Regions from separate parts of the Sus scrofa genome. Here region 2 is linked to region 1. The links are chromatin contacts, called in public HiChIP or PLAC-seq maps. All regions are on one chromosome and are shown on one strand. Each heading gives the region's core, a stretch centred on a gene start, on an enhancer-like site or on the middle of the called end of the contact. The rest is flanking DNA. Distances are from core to core; before and after follow the strand shown.

Evidence for each region. HiChIP or PLAC-seq counts read pairs in DNA pulled down with a chosen protein or histone mark.
Region 2: an H3K27ac HiChIP or PLAC-seq map of skeletal muscle shows a contact between it and region 1. The contact joins two enhancer-like sites. A contact is called at or near these places in 7 of 47 Hi-C or Micro-C datasets (brain, embryonic fibroblasts, mesenteric adipose tissue and 2 more) and 1 of 2 datasets of contacts at active chromatin or transcription factors (skeletal muscle).

What each region holds. Positions count from the first base shown.
Region 1 is chr10:47,608,767-47,614,103 of Sscrofa11.1, forward strand. All of the region lies in intron 2 of FRMD4A (FERM domain-containing protein 4A), which reads left to right. Among named protein-coding and RNA genes, the nearest start is that of FRMD4A, 230 kb to the left of the region's middle. Within about 2 kb of position 3,040, at least 6 of the 83 cell types and tissues checked have an H3K27ac peak or open chromatin away from gene starts, as enhancers often do. A contact at or near this core is called in skeletal muscle, where this site is marked.
Region 2 is chr10:47,705,117-47,710,453 of Sscrofa11.1, forward strand. The region is part of intron 2 of FRMD4A (FERM domain-containing protein 4A); the gene reads left to right. Among named protein-coding and RNA genes, the nearest start is that of FRMD4A, 320 kb to the left of the region's middle. Within about 2 kb of position 3,010, at least 7 of the 83 cell types and tissues checked have an H3K27ac peak or open chromatin away from gene starts, as enhancers often do. A contact at or near this core is called in skeletal muscle, where this site is marked.

The sequences.
Region 1 (5,337 bases), core at 1,790-4,289:
TATTTATATGCTGCCTGGTTTTTAACCCAAATGCACTTTGTTCAGAGGGAAAGAAAACAGTTGTAAATCAACTGGAAAGGCAGTTTCCAGAAACGGCTGAGTCTTGCCTGTGGCGGAGAGGTTGACCTCACCAGGATCAGGAATGTGGGCTCTGCACCCCTCCTCTCCGTCCACAGCCCTACTCTGGCCCCAGCCTGGGGAATGTCACAGAAGTGATGGAGGAAGCTCTCTTTCTACCCAGGCATTCTTGCACACAATGGCATCATGGCATCAGCCCTGTTTCTGATCTAACCCTGATCTTATAATCCAGCTCTCATGACCAGGCTTCTCCCAGCTTCTGGATCCTTCTCTCCGTTCAGTCTCTGCCCTGGTCTTGGTAACCAGTCCACTCCCTCTAGGCCCACTGGGCTCTTGCCAGACACCCTCCAAGGCCATTATAGCTGAGCCTGGTCTCAGGACCCCACTTTCTGAGACAGACGCCCCCCCCCCAACCTGTGCCAACCACATGCCTCATATCGCTGGACATCACTAACTTCTGGGTCCCTGGAAGCACCCCCTCCAAAGCTGTTTGGAGGCCACGTGCTTCCGCTTTGAACCCCTCCAATGAGACCACCACGAAAAACTCCAGCTTTGCTGACACCTGCACTCAAGGAACGTTCTGGAGGGTTATTATGTGGGAGACTCCGAGCTGGGTACTGAAGATGCAGTAGAAGTAAGACAGGTCCCTGTCATCCAGATCTGTGCTCTGCCTCACCTCCTTCTCCCAAAGCCGGTGGCAGAGTCTGTTTCCGTACTGGAAGGTCCTTTTCTGGGCCGTGGTTCCTCCTCAGCCTGTTCCTGGTTTCTAGCAAATTAGGCTGTGGCTGACTGTGGCAGAGCCCATCAAAGTGTCCTGCTCATTTTCAGGGAAAACTCCTTCCATCACTGTTCACAAGCAGGTTGGGGCTTCTGTTGTTCATTGTGAGAGATGGAGAGTCAGTCAATCAGTCACTGTCCTCCTGGGTCTCCATGGTCAGACATCCCTCCCAGCAAGGACAGCATGGAGCAGACATGAGGGACGGGCCTGGCTTGAGGTGTGAAACCCTGGAACACTCCAGTTCTGCCTGATTAACTTGCTGCAGGAGAGGTGAATGTGTCAGGAGTGTAAATTCACCCTGCCTTTGGTTTAATCGTGTAGGTGACCGGGAGATCCTGAGGGAGCATTGAGCTGAATGTAAGCCATCCCTTGCCAGGGAGGGGAAATCAACCGACATGAAATCAGCATAGTGGGCAGTTGTACCTTCTAGAAAAGCTGTGCTTTTGATATTGTGTTAGTTATCTCTTCAGTGAGTAGTGTGTGTTGTTGATATCGTTGGCAATTCCAATTGGGGACCTAAAGATACACACAATAAATCTTAGTGCTACACTAGCTGGAAAGCAAATAAGTAAAGCCAGGCTCCTCTCTGGTTCTTCCATTAGAATGAGGCAGGCATGGAAGAAAAACACACTAATAGGGAAACTAAGACTGGAAAAATCGGTTCAACAGGTTCTCTTAGAAAAAAAAGAAATCTTTTTATATATGGTGCGGTTTTTTCACAGTGCAGCTATTTTCGCATGCAGTTATGGGAGTGGTTTTTGGTTTGTTTTTGTTTTGTTTTGCTTTGTTTTGCTTTGCTTTTTAGGGTCATGCATGTGACATATGGAAGTTCCCATGCTAGGGGTCAAATAGGAACTGCAGCTGCCAGCCTACACCACAGCCACAGCACCAGGGGGTCTGCGCCACGTCTGCGACCTACACGACAGCTCACGGCAATGCCGTATCCTTAACCCACTGAGCGAGTCCAGGAATCAAACCCTCATCCTCATGGATACTATTTGGGTTCGTTACCACTGAGCCACAATGCTCAGTGTTTTGTTTTGTTTTGAATGCTTTATGGAGCTATCTTTTTTTTTTCTGGTATCATTATCTGTTTTTTTCTTTTCTACTATTTATATACACACAGACACACATATATGAACCACCTGATTGCTTTTTAATGCATTTTTAAAAGATAAAATGTCTTACTTAAGAAATTAAATATAGGAGTTCCCGCTGTGGCACAATAGGTTAAGGACCTTGTATTGCCTCTGCAGTGGTGTGGGTTTAATCCCTGGTCTGGTGCAGTGGCTTAAGAATTCAGCATTTCTGCAGCTATGGTGTAGGTTGCAGCCATGGCTCTGATTCAATGCCTGGCCTAGGAACTTCCATATGCTGTGAGTGTGGCCAAAAATAAATAAATAAATAAATAAGAAATTAGGTATACAAGGAAATCTCTTTTAGGAGTCTAAACAGTCTTCCTCTCTTCCTTGTGGTCTCATTCATGCCTTACAGTTCTAAGAGGTTTGGTGTCATTTTGTGGTTTGCTGGTCTACACTGTCAGGACCCAAGAGTAGTGACTTCAGTGTTGGTTTGGAGCTTAATTGGGGTGCTTCTCTTTAATGAGAACCAAAGCTCAAGAATTTATAACTGTGGCCAAAAGATTTATGGCAAAGTCCTGGACCCATGCTGACAAAGGCCACTCGATGTAGTTCATAACGTTAAAAATAGAGAAAGAATGACAAATTATACCCGGGCCCATGGCAGTCTGGTCTCCACTCCTTGGCTAATTGGTGAAAACTTTAGCACAGAGGGGTTGGGGCCCTGCATCCCTATTTGAACCCAGATGTCACTCTCCTTGGCCCAGCTCTCCATTTCCTGCCCCTGGAGCATGCAGTGCAAAATCCCCCACCTGTTCTAATAGTCTTACCACCCCCACCCCCACCCCGCCCACTTCCTGCTTCCAGTTCTGATCTGTTAGGTCTGTGCTGTGTGGGGTGTAGGAGGGATCGCTTTTGTGGGCTCTGAGAATATATCAGGTCTCTCCCCTGCACACTGGTGGATCCACAGCCCTCCGGGGCTTCAGACTAGTGCGAGAATATACCAGGTCTCTCCCCTGCACAGTGATGGACCCACAGCCCTCAGGGGCTTCAGACTAGAGCGAGAATATCTTCTAGACCACGTGCTACCTTGATGTCCCGTCTCCTGTTACTCACAAGGCTTTTCCCTTACAGTTATTTCTAGGTCCCTGCTATAAATATTCCCACAGCAGCCATCTGCCCCTGCGGCAGAGTTTTACAATTTTATGCTGGCTGTTTGGGTTACACTATCACAGGACTGCCATCCATTGTAGAGCTGTTTCAACGATTCTGATTCCTCTCTCTCTCTAGAGAATAGCACGCCTGCACTGATAGGAGAGAACAAAACTTATTTTTGTTTCCTGAAAAATCTGTGCAGTTTATACAAAGCCATCAGGAGCTGGTTGCTCATGGGGTTTAATCCATGGGCTTATGAAGGAGATGGAGGAAACAAAACAAGGTTTGGAAATTACCTGGACATCTGGGCCATGAGCTCCTGCTCTGTGGCACTGGGCCAGTGCCCTCCATTCAATCCAAACCGGGGCTGATGGTGTCTTTGAACAGGGCAGGGAGGTGTTTTCCCACAAGTAAAAAATTTCCCATCACACTAGAGCCTGCTTTTTCTTTTTAAAAGAAGCTTGAGAGGGTCTACTGTTTTTTCACTTCACAATAAATAAGGTGTTTTGAGGCCAAGACCCTAATGAGATAATCACCGCAAAAGCTGCCACTGAAACAAGCGTGTTTGAAAACTTATTGAAAACATTGAGAAGGGGCTGGCCCTGTTCCCAGTGTACTGGGTGAAAGGTGGCGGAGGAGGTCTTTGTTTTCCCTGGAACAGGTGACAGGTCAGAGTTGGACAGCCCATCCTCTCTGGGAACCATGCTGATATGCACAGGGGCTGATTGGTTGGGTCCCTGGTGGGGCGGTGGGGAGAATGGATAATGGATGGGAAGTGAGCCGGGGCGGCCATGCTGTTCACTCCACCTCCGCTCCCCCCCCCGCCCCCCCAAGCATGAGACAGAACTTCCAGGGAGCCATCACCAAGGGCCAGTGGGAAAATAGATAAAGTCAGGAGCAAGCTTTGTGACTGTCAGATCAACGGGGAAGGTCAATGGCCTTCGAGAACTGGGGACATTTCAAGAACGAAGCTCTGAAGTGATGATGACCAGAAGTGGGCTCCCTCTTAAATGAGGACTCATCTTGGGCCTTTGCCAACACCTCCTAGCCCACCCCCAGCCTTGGTTCTGCCTTTTCTTTTTTTTTCTGTTTTTTCCTTTTTTTATTAGAGTATAGTTGATTTACAGTGTTGTGTCAATTTCTACTGCATAGCATAGCAACCCAGCTATCTACATCTACATATATTCTTTCCAATACTATCTTCTCTCAAGTTCTATCCCAAGAGATTGAATATAGTTCCCCGTGCTGTACCCTAGGACCTTATTGTTTATCCTATTTTAAATGTAATAGTTTGCATCTACTAACCCCAAACTCCCTGGCATCCCACTCCCTCCCCCTTGGCCACCACAAGTCTGCTCTCCAGGTCTGTGATCTATTTCTGTTTTGTAGGTAGAATCATTTATGCTGTATCTTAGAGTCCACATATAAGTTACATCATACTGTACTTGTCTTTCTCTGGCTGACCTCACTCAGTATGAGAATCTCTAGTTGCATCTGTGTTCCTGCAAATGGCATTATTTTGCCCCTTTTTAAGGCTGAGTAATATTCCATTGTGTGTGTGTGTGTGTGTGTGTGTGTGTGTGTGTGTATACCACACCTTCTTAATCCATTCATCTGTTGATAGACATTCAGGTTGCTTCCATGTCTTGGCTATTATGAATAATGCTTCTGCCCTTTCCAGACAACCTAGCGTAGGCTTATTATGAGGCCAGGGCCAGGCTCCAGCATGTTCTGGGGCCACGTCCCTACTCCACGTGTTCCAGCCATGTGAGCTTTCTCAGCAACTCACCCTTCATGTGCCTCTGTTTCCTTGTGTGCAAAACTGAGCATCTTGGTTGGTCCTTCCAGAAGCAAACTTTGAACCAAGGATCTGAGTGGAAGTGATCTATCTGGAAAGTGTTGCCAGGCAAGCTAGGAAAGGAGCAGGGGAAGCAGGGGAAGTGGGAAAAAGAGTAAGGATGGAACTTCAGGTGGAGTCCCAGCTTCAGCCCAATGCATGGGGAGCTCTGGAGTGTAAATTGGGTCTCTGAGTTTGTCCCCTTTGGAGGAAAGGGACCCAGGCTTTTGGACCCTCTCAGCATTTGCAAGGGTGGTGGGCTGGGCTCTGGCTCTCTCCCTGTAAGCAAAACAGCTCCAGCCGCCCAAGGGAAGCCCTCAGATGAAGGTGTGAACACTTAGGAACAAAGTCCACAGAAGCTGGGAGTGGGCATGGAGCAGAGGGGGCCCAGCAGCACCAGCAGAGGTGTC
Region 2 (5,337 bases), core at 1,760-4,259, 96 kb after region 1:
GCACTTCACCAAAGGCTTCCTAGGGCCATCTCACACCCAAGAGAACAGATCAAGGCACGTAGTAGCTATTCATTACTTTAATCCCTTTATGCTTATGAAGTTAAATAATCAAATGTTAATATACTTGGACCATATTTTCTCAACTGCCTGCTGAGATTCTTTTATTGAGTTGAGATTGAACTCCTCTTTATTGAAGGCCAATAGCACCCCACTATGGGTCTAAACTGGAGCCAAGGATCTAGGACTTTGGCAGGAGATGGAGTGAGGTGGGCAAGATTTCCAGAATATCAAACCAAGGCAAATAGGGGGAGTGTGTTGTTGGTAGTAATCCCTAAAACAGTGGGATAATGAGTTAATGATACTGCGCATGAATGAGTTGGATGAAGCTGGAGAAATTGGAATGAAGTGGTTGATGGAGAAACTGGAAAAGAAGTAGATTCAGAGAAGAAGGTAGGAGAAAGAGTCTGGAGGAGTCACTGGAGCCCCTTATGGAGCTGCAGGCATGTCTGGGCGCAGCCTGGGCTGTGGGCAGGTGGAAAGTGGGTAAGGCACCACTTCGCTCAGAATGCCAACAAAAGAAACATCTGTAAAAGTGCTTCTGAAGCTTTTTCAAAGTGACGGTGAAAGACAATCATCTTTAGTTTATTCAGTATTCCTTCTATAAAGGCCATCCTATTTATTACGTTTGGAGCTAATAGGAAGTATACGATTCCATCCAATTACCTTTTCACCTTTGCTGCCCAGGAAACTCAGAGCTAAAATTGGGGCCCAGCTTGCTTGTTTTAGATGCCTTTTCACAGTGTCTTATCCCTTTTAACTCGTTTTTGTCCTTTTCTTTTTTTTCTATTTTACATTTCCTTAATTTCTGGTTTTTTTCCCATGTATACAGTTGGCCTGTGAACAAGGTGGGGGTTGGGGGGTTGACCCTCTGCTCCATGGACAGTCCACATGTAACTCATTGTCAGCCATCCAGATCTGCAGTTACTTCCCATCCACAATTTCTCCATATCTGAGATTTCCTGTCTGTGGATTCCACCATCCACAGGTAATGCCGTAATAGTACAATGGAAAAAAAAAAAAAAAGGAAAAAAAAATCCACATGTAAGGGATGGTTGTTCAGTGGTCTACTGTATATTTATTTCTGTGCATATATTTTGCTGCTTGCCAAGCAGGGTGACATCCTGTAATTTCTCCTCTGTTTGGGTGAGCGTCTTCAAGGGAAGCCAACACAGTGGGAATGTAGTCAATTGAGAATAAACAAAAAATAGAACAAAGCATACTGCTTCCCTTCTCTTGGCAGAACTAATGATCCCCACAGGTGCATCCAGAATGCTGCTAGGTAAGCTGAGCCCTGGGAACATCGCGCTGTGAACAAGGCAGTGCTTTTTCCCAGCGGAAGATGAATGCGTTTGGAACGTTCAGTGCTGAAAACACAGAGCCCCTCCGTTTCACCCCCATTGTGTGCTGTGTGGACTCGGTGATGTAGCGCAGCCCCGTGGTGGCCAGAGGAGGAATGCTCTTGGCAAGAGCAAAGAATACACTCTAGACCGTGTCCCCTGGGAAGGGTCAGAATCGACACACCTCATTCTGAATCTCGGCGTCTAACACCCACCTTCCACAGGGGCTGCAGCTCTGCCTAAATTCCAGGCTTTTCTGTCAAGTCCTCACTCACTGTGCTGAGGGCCAAAAGAGAGGTGTTTCTGCTCTTTGGTTCCCACTGGGATGCTGGAAGCCTCCGTTTTGTCCTTTTCACCCTCCACTTCTTTTTTTCTTTTCCTTTCTAAATTTCTCTGTCAGCCTGCTTTGCTGTAAACGATCAGATGCACAAATAACAATAGCTTCCTGGGAAAGGGTTGCTGCTCAGGTGATGGATCTGTGCCAAGAAGTGGAGGGAAGCCCACAACACAGTTTCAGGGAAACTGCAGTGTTCAGATTGCAGTTTCGGGAGAATTGTTTGATTTCCATTAGTGATTCTGGCCCAGAATTCCCCTCGGAATGTAGCTCCGGGGTCTCCTCCTGGGGAGGGCAGGGTGATGGTGGGTGGGGGCACTTTGAGCTCCACGTGCCCCCCTGATACTTGGCTTTCTTGCTTTATTGGTTTAATGTTGAAGAATAGTTCATTGCCGGATTCACATCTCTGATCTTGGCGTTCACAGACACAGAGATGAAAACGAAAGCTGAGAGGTGATCAGGTTTCCCCACGGTCAGGTTTACCCCAAGAGAAAGACATGACACATCCCACGTGCTGGCTCCAGTCCTCAGCAGCTTTCTGAGAATTCCTGACCTTGAGATGTGAGGTGTCCCTGTGAGGCAGAATATTAACTCAGGGAGTCAGTGTAGGCGCATGGGCTTTGATGCATTCTTTGATATGGCCATTGATTAACATTTGTGGCTTAAGGCTCCAGGAAGTAGCATCCCCACAGCCTTGTTTACTATAGGGAATGTACCTACGCCCAGATAGACATTAGTCCCTGATTCCCTGTGACTCAGTTTATCGGAGGAAAAGTCCAAGAAACTATGAGACGTAAGGGACATGTCCACCCCCAGGACCCTATTGCACAAGGACTGATATAACTAAGCAAGGCCAATGGGAGAAGACCACATCTCTCTGGACCCCACGTTGGTACCCCCACCCCATCTTTAAGGAATAAAACCTCTATAGAACAATAGAGAAATGGGGGCTCTTCTCCCCCCTCCCAGTAACCCTAGAAGCTATCTGCTTTCCATTAATAAAAACTTGCTTGCTTGCTGCCTGTGTGTTCGCGGAGTTCATTCTTCGACCGCCGTGAACAAGAACCCAGATTCCAGTATTATCTTTCTGGCATCACCTGTGGTAGGGCTCGTCCACCTCACAGGGCTAGTCAAATGCCTGCTGCTCAGCTAAGTGTCAAGGAAGCAAGATCTAGCTCCCTGGTTGCTGAGACGTCCAGCCAAGAAGCTCTGGCACAGGAAGGTCTCCTGAGTACACTTCCTTCCATCCTGCAGTGAATTAGCTGGGTCAGCCGGGGTCAAGGAGCAAATATCAAGTGACACATTTTCCTTCCTCCTTCCCTAGCACATCCCAGACATGGCCCCCAGGGAGCAGGAGGACGGAAATGCAGGGATCGGATGGACACTCCAGGCCCTTCAGAAAGGAGAGGGAAGTGTCCCCCTCTGTGGTCTTTCTGGCACCCTTTCCCCTCCTCCCATCTCCTCCCTCTGCAAATTGATCTTGGGTCTCCCAGAAAATGACCAGGACCAGATTCAGACAGGAAGGATGTTGCTAAGCCCAGGAGACCTCGACCTGATGGGCAGCAATGGAAAGTACATTTGTGCTATGAGCTCCTACTTTGTGCATTACAGATATTTTCTCTCTCTCTCTCTCTTTTTTTTTTTTTTTTGTACTTTTAGGCCCACACCCGTGGCATATGGAAGTTTCTGGGCCAGGGGTCAAATCAGAGCTGCAGCTGCCAGCCTACACCACAGCCACAGCAACACCAGATCTGAGCCATGTTTGCAACCTACATCACAGCTCACTGCAACGCCAGATCCTTAACCCGCTGAGCGGGGCCAGGGATCAAACCCATATCCTCATGGATACTAGTCAGGTTCATAACCCACTGAGCCACAACGGGAACTCCCTACAAATATTTTCTTATTTCATTCCCAGGCAGTCCTGTGAGGGCTGCTTTCATGTCCATGCCCACTTCTCAAAAGAGGAAAACAGAACAGAGAGATGCAATCATTTGCCCAGGACTGAGAACAGCTGTCAGCATTGGCCAATCCGGGATTGGAACCCAGGCAGTCTGACCCCAGAGACCTCTCTGCAAGGAATATGATTGGGGTCTAAACCGGTGAGAGACTCTTGGGGCCTGAGCTTCTGAGAAATGTATCGTCAAGGGAAGGATGAAGTTTGCCGGATTTGGCAAATGAAAATGCACCATGCCCAGTTAAATCTGAATTTCAGATAAACAACAAGTAAAGAGTGCTTTAGTATAAGTCTGCCTCATGTTGTGAATCTGAAATTCAAATCCAGCTGGGTGTCCTATATTTTGTCTGGCAGCTCTAACTACAGGGCCAGTTTCATTTCTCTCTCTGTCTTGTCTTTGTCTTGTATTAAGTATGCTATCTGCCTGTTTTCTTGGATTCCTCCAGTGTCCTCCTGTGCTTCTGCATATAATCTTGCGTCAGAATCAATTGTTAGCAATGATTGAATATTGCTTAAGTGTTCATGATACGCTAGGGCTTGGATATTGTTCAGAAAGTGGTGACCTGTGCCCTCTGGGCAGCAGGTGTTGGGATTTGAGCCCTGGGCATCTTTGCTTCCCTGTAGATGTAGAAGTAACTGCTGGTGAGAGTGGGAGGTGCCACTGGGGGACTGGAAGACTTAGATAACTTGCCTCCCGACTCAACCAGAAGGAGTTCCACTTCGAAGACATTTGTGCGTTTCCACCTACTGTATCATTTGGAAGGGAAAACAAGAGTTACTGAAGATCAGTGTTCTAGACTGTTAAATCTTTTTGTTGTTGTTGTTGTCTTTTTGTCTTTTAGGGCTGCACCCGCAGCACATGGAGGTTCCCAGGCTAGGGGTCCAATTGGAGCTGTAAACACCAGCCTATGCCACAGCCATAGCAACGTGGGATCCAAGCTTCATCTGTGATCTACACCACAGCTCACGGCAATGCCGGATCTTGAACCCACTGAGCGAGGTCAGGGATCAAACTTGCATCCTCATGGATGCTAGTCAGGTTCGCTAACCACTGAGTCTTGATGGGAACTCCTACGCCGTTACATCTTAAAGCAGCATTTCTCCAACATCTGTGAGGATCTTGTCAAATGCAGATTCTCATTTGGCAGGTCTGGGTATAAGCCTGAGAATCTGCATTTCTTTTTTTAATGGCCGAACCTGTAGCATATGGATGTTCCAGGGCCAGGAATTGTACCTGAGCTGCAGTTGCAACCTACCGCACATCTGTAGCAATGCTGGATCCACTGCACTGGGCCAGGGATTGAAGCCAAGCCTCTGCAGCAACCTGAGCCACTGCAATCAAATTCTTAACCCACCGTGCTATAGTGGGAACTCCAGAACCTGCATTTCTAATAGGCTCCCAAATAGTGCCAATGCACTCAAGTGTCCGTGGAGTGTCCTAACCAAGTGTACATGGACGTAGATTTTTCTCCCCACCTTTATCTCACAGATCACCTTCTATCTGTCATCTGTCAATCTAGAGCTGACTGGCTATCTCTATGTCTATCTCTCCATCTATCAATCCATCATCTTTACCATGACTGTTTCATACCAACCTCTGGGCAAGATCGCTGTGACTGTCCAACCCACTCAATGAGCAGTGAAATCCC